2 separate regions of the Mus musculus genome follow, and region 1 is linked to region 2. The links are chromatin contacts, called in public promoter capture Hi-C maps. All regions are on one chromosome and are shown on one strand. The core of a region is the stretch at or near the end of the contact, and the rest is flanking DNA. Distances in the headings are between cores, read along the strand shown. Region 1 overlaps Celf2 (CUGBP, Elav-like family member 2). Region 2 holds the start of A230108P19Rik (RIKEN cDNA A230108P19 gene).

Region 1 (3,901 bases), core at 797-3,296, 520 kb before region 2:
ACCCAAAGTGCTAAGAACATTTATTTAGACTTAAGGTCTCAGATTATAGGTCTTTCATCCTAATTTTAGTGATTCTAGAACCACCTAGTCTTACCTTTATTTTCCAATATTGGTTAACCCAAACTTTTTTACAAGACATGTTTTTCCTCCAGTTACAAGTAAGCATCCTGAAGGTTCCACTGTGAGTATGCATAGAACAATCATTATGATCATCAAAACTTTTGAAAACTACCAAGTAATTAGGTAACTAGACAAACAGAAAAGTAGAAATCAACCTAAAATAATATTGTCTTAAAATTAGTTGTTTGGGTAGCAAAAATGATAGATGCTAGTATATTGGCTTTTTTGAAAATTGGTTAAGGAAATTGAAAGTATTTTGACCCATATTGTAAAACTCTGTAGAAAATTAACTTTAGGAGTCTCAGTGATACTTTAGGGTTAACATTAGAAACACTCTGACAGCAAACTAGAACAGTTAGACATATTAAAGAACTGGGCCTCGGGTCAACTTTGATGAGTATATCCATAGAGAGAGGAGCACAGAAGGCACATGGGAGATGATACACTATGGTGGGCCGCATTCTCCAGGCTTCCTTTTATCTGAGTTGGGTGGTCAGCTACATGGAAGTGGGATGCAAAGTAGCAGGTTTCCCTCCACAGAGCTGATCGGTGAGTGGGGACAAACCACAGTGGTGAAACACGATCAAGGTAGATGGGGATAGCAGTCCAGACAGCGCAGAAGTTGATAGCTAAGATCAGTATTTTTTCACTCTATTTGTAAATGACTCAGAGAAGTTTCTACTAATCCACTATTCACACTCTGGCATGAACACAAATTAGAGAAACTCATAATATAAACTTCAGGCAGTGATTATGTTGAAGAATAAAGGAACATGATTTCTCTATTCCTATTAAAAATCATAAGCTGGAATCAGAGGACAGAAGTAAAGGGTTACAATGGAATGTTCTGTGATGATCGCCCTCAGCTCTCCTGGAGTCTCAGCATTATAAAGCATTGTCAGGTGAATTATACCTTAGGTTTCTGAAGCAGATTCTGTAACCCAGCCTGCCAAGCGACCAAGATGTGTCTCCTACAGGATCCAGAAAGTACAGCTGGTTTTTACCGTCTCTCTCCATTTTAACTTCGTTTTAAAGTACAGATGCTACTATAATTCAATGGAGATCATATTTATAGACATATAGAAAGTTATATGGGTATTATAGGCATTGAGGTGTGTAGGAAAAAAGGTATCTGACAAGATAATGAGCCAAACTGCTCCCCAGTTGCTCAGTGTTACAAGTGATTCCAGAAGCAGAAGCAAGCTGGATGGAGCAGGTAGCTTAATAACTTTTTACCATGCAAAGCCTTTTTGCTGCTATCTAGGACACCATGGCCAGTATTAGCAAGTATTATTGAAGTTACATCAAGTAGATGGAGGCATTCCAAAGAGGAGCAGCGTGAATCACGAAGTCTGGAAGGTGGACAACATGGAAAGGTCTAGCAGGTTAACTTCAAAAGACTGAGCAGTAAGCCAGAAGGGTGAAAAGAGGGAAAACCCACAGCAAGGAATTAAGACGAGGGGCTGTGTTCCCAAAAATAAAAAAAAAAAAAAAGGTTCTGATTGAAGTTTTGAAGATCCTAAAGTATGGAGTGAGGCTCTGTATAGATAAGCTCTTTGAATTAATACTAAACCATGGGATTCTGGTGCTTATACTTGAAATGTTGGAACATCAGGTAAAGTACAGAGTATAAGCCAAATTTGTATATAGAAGTGGTAAACATAGAGCACCGAATAAAAGTTAAGAAGGCAAGGGTGCAGCAGCTAACTCCGCTGTTCTCAAGAGTGGACCTTGCCCATCTGTCTTAAAAGAACTGATGCAAAACCCTCTATAATGATGATTTGAAGGTTGAGGGATCATGGGACGGGAAATAGGTAGCCCAGACTCATGTGGCAGTCAGTATCTTTTGGTGGCCTGCTGGTCAGAAAATATTATGCTTATGTGCTCCAGAGTTCAGTGCCTTTCCTGTGATAGAGATAAAGTGAAAGAGTAAGGGAGCTGAGGTCATGTGACAGGAAGTGTGGCGTTTCCCTTTTCAGTATCATACCTACATAGCCCCCTTCCTCTTTTTCTTCATTTTTAGTGTTCCTTCTTTCATCTCGCTGTGGAATTTAGAACAAGATCAGTTAAAGTCTTTCTAGAGTGTCTTTCTGAAGGTTTTCCAAATTAATACAAGGAGATGGGGCCTGGTGCAGCTTTTACACTGGCATAATGAGTCAGCCCCAATGCATCAAACAGGCCTTCTGCTGCATTATTTCCCTGAGGAAACATGAACAAACGTCTGTTTATCCAGATAGGTCACTGGTAACAGACTGGCAAAATTCTTCCACCCAATCTATGTTAAGGTTTCTTCTAGGAGCATGGGTGACTGTGAGCAGCTGCATCGAAAAAAAGTCCTCCCGGCATGGGTGACAGCAGGAAGGGTGTATCGCTGGAGCTTCCTGCCCAGCTTGCCACTTAGTGGTCTCCTATCCTGTCCCCTTGGAGAGTGTTATTGGCTATATAACCTTGAAATGGAGCCTTCCTTTACATTTGTGATGTTCCTGAGTCTTGCAAGTCTCCATCTTCTATTTTCTCTCCAGGAGGGGAGAAAAATAACTATGCAGGCCTTCAAATCTCACCTTTTCAAATTTGGTCTTACTTTTTTGTTTGGGGCACTTTCTCATATGTACAATGCATTTTGACCACTATTATGTCCCCTGCCTGTCCCTTCCTGACAGATCCCTTCTTCATGTTCAAGGCTTTTCAGTTTGTTTTGTGACACACTGAGTTTATAACAAGAATTGTGACCATGGACTTTTAGGTATTCATTGCAGCCTGATTAGTTCAGCAGTGCAAAGTCCTTTTCTACTGTAATGGTATTTAGCATTGGATGCTGAGAAAGAACTGCCATCCCTTACCTAATAGATACTACTTCACATTAAGCTGACCCGTCCCCTTAATCCTCAGAGGGAGCATGTATATTTGTGTGTTAAACTCTTATCTATTATTTTAAACTTCATTATAATTTGAAATTGTGTTTTTTCTTTGCCCCTTTTCCCAAATGGAAGTGAAATCCTCCCTGGAAGACTTCTGAGGACTAAAGTATAGAATGTTGCAAGATCATTGCTCAGTGGAGAACTTAGCACACATTAGGAACTCGATAAGGAGTAGTAAAAAGGAGAAAGAGTAGAAGAAAGCAGTGAGAGGAAAGCAAAATGACTAATACCTGGCTTTGTAAGCTGGATAAGCTATGAAATGTTCATTCTGGATCTTTTGGGTAGGAAAATCTTGAGTGTTTTAATTATGTACCTAGAAAATAGACACAGTTGAGGTAAGTATTCTTAATACTTAGAAGATTGTGGTAGAATGAGTCAAGGGATGAGAATAGTCGGATATGTCAGTGATCTCTTGAGAAGGTGGCAACACGGTTGGTTACTCGGAATCAGAGCCTCTGGAGGAGCTCATTAAATCCCAAGCTTAAGTTAGTGTTCCAAATTCCTGATCCCAGTGCTCTTGACATTCAAGATGGCAGACCCCTTTAAGATAATGGCATGCCCGTTTATTTTAGCCCTGTTTCCCTTGGGCATCCTGTTAGTAGCATAGATCTTAGGCTACATCCCTCTACATATTGGACTGTTTAATATTATTTAATATTTTCTGAGGATTTTCAGGTTTAAATTTTTATCATTTACATGCTGACTTTATGGTTTGTTCAAAATTGACATTACAACTGAACTCTCAGCAACACGTTCCTTCTGAACCACGTTTCGTTGCTTATGCCAGTTACTTGGTTAGCTGTTGCACACCTCTCTTGCTGCCAGCTATTGTCTACTTTTGAAGACAGCAGTTGGTTTTACAT
Region 2 (4,001 bases), core at 975-3,474:
ATCCCCAGAACCTACATAAAAAGCCAGGTGGAGTGGTGCACTCCTGCAATCCTGATGCTGGGAAGGCAGATATAGCTGGATACCTGGAGCTGGCTGGTTGGCCAGGCAAGGCTACTCAGTGAATCTAGGCCAGTGAGAGATCCTGTTCCCCCAACCCCCTCCCCCATACAAACAAGATACATAGCACCTGAGAAACAATACCAGAAATTAGCCTCTGGCTTACACACATACACACACACACACCTACCACAGTATCTTCCATCTTCTATATTGGACATTCTGCCCAAAACCACTAGTGTCCTTCTGTGCTGGGGAGAGCAGCACTCACTGCCTGTTCCTCTGTAGCATCAAACAGCACGTGTCAACCTGTGAACTCGCCATATCTCAATCTTACAAGCCCCTCAATATGACAGTTTAGGTTTTTCCTTTTCAGAAAAGCATGGCCTTTGTGTAATCTCATTTGAAAATGCAATTGAAACAGTTTTGTTCCACCAAATGGCTGCCCAGGAGACACAGTGCACAGCGCGCTGACACAGCGCCAGTGACAAGGGGCTGAGGCTGAATCTCTGGCTAGTGATTTCTTGACAACCATTCTCATTCCAGAAAGGAGTTACAGTGTCTGATTTACAGTGCTGGGCTTACAGTGGTTAGACCAGAACTAGCCTGTCCATACTGTGGGACTCTGCACAAGGAGCAGCTGTGTGTCGGAGCTGTCTTGTCATCACTAATGACAATCAAGTCTGTTTCCCCTTGTAAAGCTGTCTTCCGTCCAAAACCTCACAGAATAGCGTTCAGTGGGCATCCATGAAGCGGAAAACCACAGTGTCTGTTCTGGGAGGAAGACATCCTGTTCTCAGTGGGAAATCTGGAAACGAAGGCGCAAACCTATATATGCAGCGAGCAAGGAGAACAGGCTATCTGGTCTTGAAACAACTGCCAAACTTAACAGTGGCTCACAGGCCTGAGGCAAGAAAGAAGTGAGACCTGAAGGGAAAACAGCAGTAGAGCCAAGGGGTGCCTGGGAGAATTTTGCCCTTCCCCAGGTCCTCCTGGTTAGTTTTGGCAGAAACGGGTGCACCTATGAAGATACTGCAGTTTACTACAAACCAGTATGCGGACACCAGGCTGGAAGTGGGCTACAAGCTGCAAGAGGTGAGGGTTTGCTCAAGCATCTTTCAAAGGGGAGGTGCTTGCTTATTATTTTAGATAGATATTTGCCTTAAGTGCAGCCATGTTTAGTGAATATTTCTTATATCATTGCCTGGACTTCAAGTCAAAATAGATTACAAATCTCCTGTGATACTCAAGGACTGTCTTGTAACTGCAGATGAAACCATGAAGCCTTTCATAGCAAGAAGTTGCTATACTGGTTCATCCTCTTTCCAACACATGACTTGCTGGAAGGTTCCATGGTAAAGGCATTTAAGTCCTATTGACAGGGTAAAAAATAGCAAGCCTTCTAAATTAAGGCTTATCAGAATTCCTAGAAACTTCAGACTGTCAAACTTTACAATTGTTTTTGAAAAGAAAGAGGAGAAATGTAACCAAAATATCCCTTGAATTCCATGGAAGCCCAGTTCTCGGAACCACATTGCGTAATCTGCACAGTGTGACAGATGAAGGGGCAAGGGCATCGTGAGAACCAGAATCGCTTTTTCCCTGCCAAAGAACGTTTTGTCAGGAAGCAGGCCTTCTCAAACGACAACAGTCTGTCCTGGGGGTGGGGAAGGCAGCTCCATCAGCAAATTCCAGCTGCACAAGCAGGAGGCCCTGAGTTCCATCTGCAGAGCACACTCATCAAAGCCAGGCCTCGCGGTGCACACTTGTCATCTCAGAGCTGAGGAGGCCAAAACGGGAGGATCCCCGAAGCTCTGGGACCAGCCAGTCTAAGTAATCAGCAACTTCTACCCACTGAAAGACATCCTGTAGATGCCTTTCAAAAAACAAGGTAGACAGCTCCTGGCAAACACCACCCAAGGTTGACTTCTGACCTCTAAATACACGTGCACACGTGCACCCAGTCCAATATGTGCATGCACACTTATGAGCGCGCGCGCGCGCGCGCACACACACACACACTCAGAATTATAGTTTCTCTTCATATTCTGGCCCCCCAGAAGAAGAGTGAACTCAAGCACACACTGTGAACGTACCATTGCATCTGCTGGTGATAATAGGTCCCTGTGTTTATCCGCAGAGAAGCAGGCAGGTGCTTTTGCAAACTGGCCTGGATGGACGTCTCAGTCCTTTCCTACTTAGGTGTTAGGACAACATGTGTTGGACTCTACTTCCCTCTGCTGGGCACTCTAGGAAAATGTTCTGCTGTGCTGGAAAGTTAAAGACTGCAGTTCTTCTACTGGGCAAAAGCCATGGAGTTGAGCATACTGTGTCAAGGCATGATTATTCATCTTATTTTTAAAGTCGTTCCCTTGAATTCAACCATGCATCTTCATTGTGCTATATAAAAGCCCTGCCTCCAGATGTTCTCTTCCCGAGGCCGGGCTGGCCATGCACAGCTAAGAGCCAGCACATCAGGCGTCCCATAAGTATATCAGTAAGTATTCCAGGAAAGCTAGAAAGGACTCGAGTCTCCTTCCAACACCAGTCCCTTCACCACGGGGAAAATCCTTGCTTCCGCTTACCTACCCACCTGGCTGTGTGTTTGCACACCCTTATCTCCCACAAGTCTAACTCAGAGTTCGATCCTCACCCATACCACAACTCCCACAGAGACTCGGACATGACTCATATCGACTATTTAACAGTGAGTTGCATGCCTAACATAATTTAGAAAATGCAGCTTAAAAGCACCCATGCATGCTAGCAACTTTTCCTAGTTTCCCGGCGAGATGAGGGCAGTGATCTGGTGTGTGTAACCTGTGCACACCTGGTGGGTGTGCACCGTATCCAACCCTCCCCCACTCATTCCTCTTTCTCCCTGCATCTCCTCAAGCTGCAGTCCACAGTCTCAAGAAGACAGACACCATTACTACAGCCTGAATGTGTTGTTCCCTGAGTTCATATGTTGCAGTGCAATCATCAAAGTGACAGCTGTTGGAGGTGGGGCCTTGGGATGTGATGTTGGGTCAAGAGTAGAACCTCATGATGGGACTAGAGTCTGTGGGAAAGGGGTGTCAGGTCCCATGTGAGGACACAGTGATACATCAGTCTCTGAACCTGGAGTCAGCTTTCTCCCTGGACACTAAATCTGCTGATGCCTTGAACCTGGGCTTCCCAACCTCCAGAGCATGAGATCTTCCTGCTTCTCAGCCACACAGTTTATGGCCTTTTGTTCTTACAGTCTGGATAAACCAAGGCATGGGGCCCACCCAAAAGATAAGCAGAGAGGCCCCAGGATGCTGCAGCACACAGCCATCACATCTGTGTGGTCCCCTCTGCTTTGCTGATCCGCTCAGGTGCTGTGAAGCCTTGAAGCCAGTGTCAGAGTCACAGAAGTATCCAGTAGGAGTGAGGATGTTAATATTAGTCACTCCACTCACTGGCATCTACCGAGAATTCCGTTATCTCGGATTAATCTGTTATCTGGAATAATCACCAGGGCGTGGAGAATGCAGGTACCCATTCGTCTGTCCAGAGGACGGATCAGACTCTGAAGGGTCAGTTGGTTTGACTCTGGTGTCTGTCTCCAAACCTCTCCTTTCTAGAAGATTGTCTGACAACCAGGTTAAGTCACAGCCTCAAATCTTAATTGTCATTTTGAATGAATGTCCCCCTAGAGTAAAGAACTACTGACTTACCAACTTCTTAGGGTGACCAAAGAGGTGCCGCCCTGAATGGCAGTATGGGGCCATTAGCATAGAGGTGAAGGTATCTTTTCTTCTAGTTCATCTGAAGATCCTGTAAACTCACAGTGTAAAAACGTAGATACTAAGATATGACTGTGCTGATTAGCTGGGAAAACAACCTGCCTTTTCCTTACTGAATGTCACCCTCTAACCTCATGCTGTAAAAACATGTGGCTCCAGTAGGCAGAAAGGGAA

Evidence for each region. Promoter capture Hi-C pulls out the DNA fragments that hold promoters and counts their contacts.
Region 1: a promoter capture Hi-C map of pre-B cells shows a contact between it and region 2, with 2.6 times the contacts expected there. The contact joins the enhancer-like site here to the promoter of A230108P19Rik in region 2. A contact is called at or near these places in 5 of 39 promoter capture datasets (the C10 cell line, cranial neural crest, frontonasal cranial neural crest and 2 more) and 3 of 115 datasets of contacts at active chromatin or transcription factors (the 230-238 cell line, acute myeloid leukemia and bone marrow-derived macrophages).

What each region holds. Positions count from the first base shown.
Region 1 is chr2:6,709,431-6,713,331 of GRCm38.p6, reverse strand. The region is part of intron 2 of Celf2 (CUGBP, Elav-like family member 2); the gene reads left to right. Among named protein-coding and RNA genes, the nearest start is that of Celf2, 170 kb to the left of the region's middle. Within about 2 kb of position 2,046, at least 100 of the 459 cell types and tissues checked have an H3K27ac peak or open chromatin away from gene starts, as enhancers often do. A contact at or near this core is called in the 230-238 cell line, acute myeloid leukemia, bone marrow-derived macrophages and 1 more, where this site is marked.
Region 2 is chr2:6,191,474-6,195,474 of GRCm38.p6, reverse strand. It overlaps A230108P19Rik (RIKEN cDNA A230108P19 gene), which reads right to left and starts at 2,224. Exons shown (of 7, transcript NR_040333.1): 1 at 2,154-2,224. All of the region lies in intron 4 of Echdc3 (enoyl Coenzyme A hydratase domain containing 3), which reads left to right.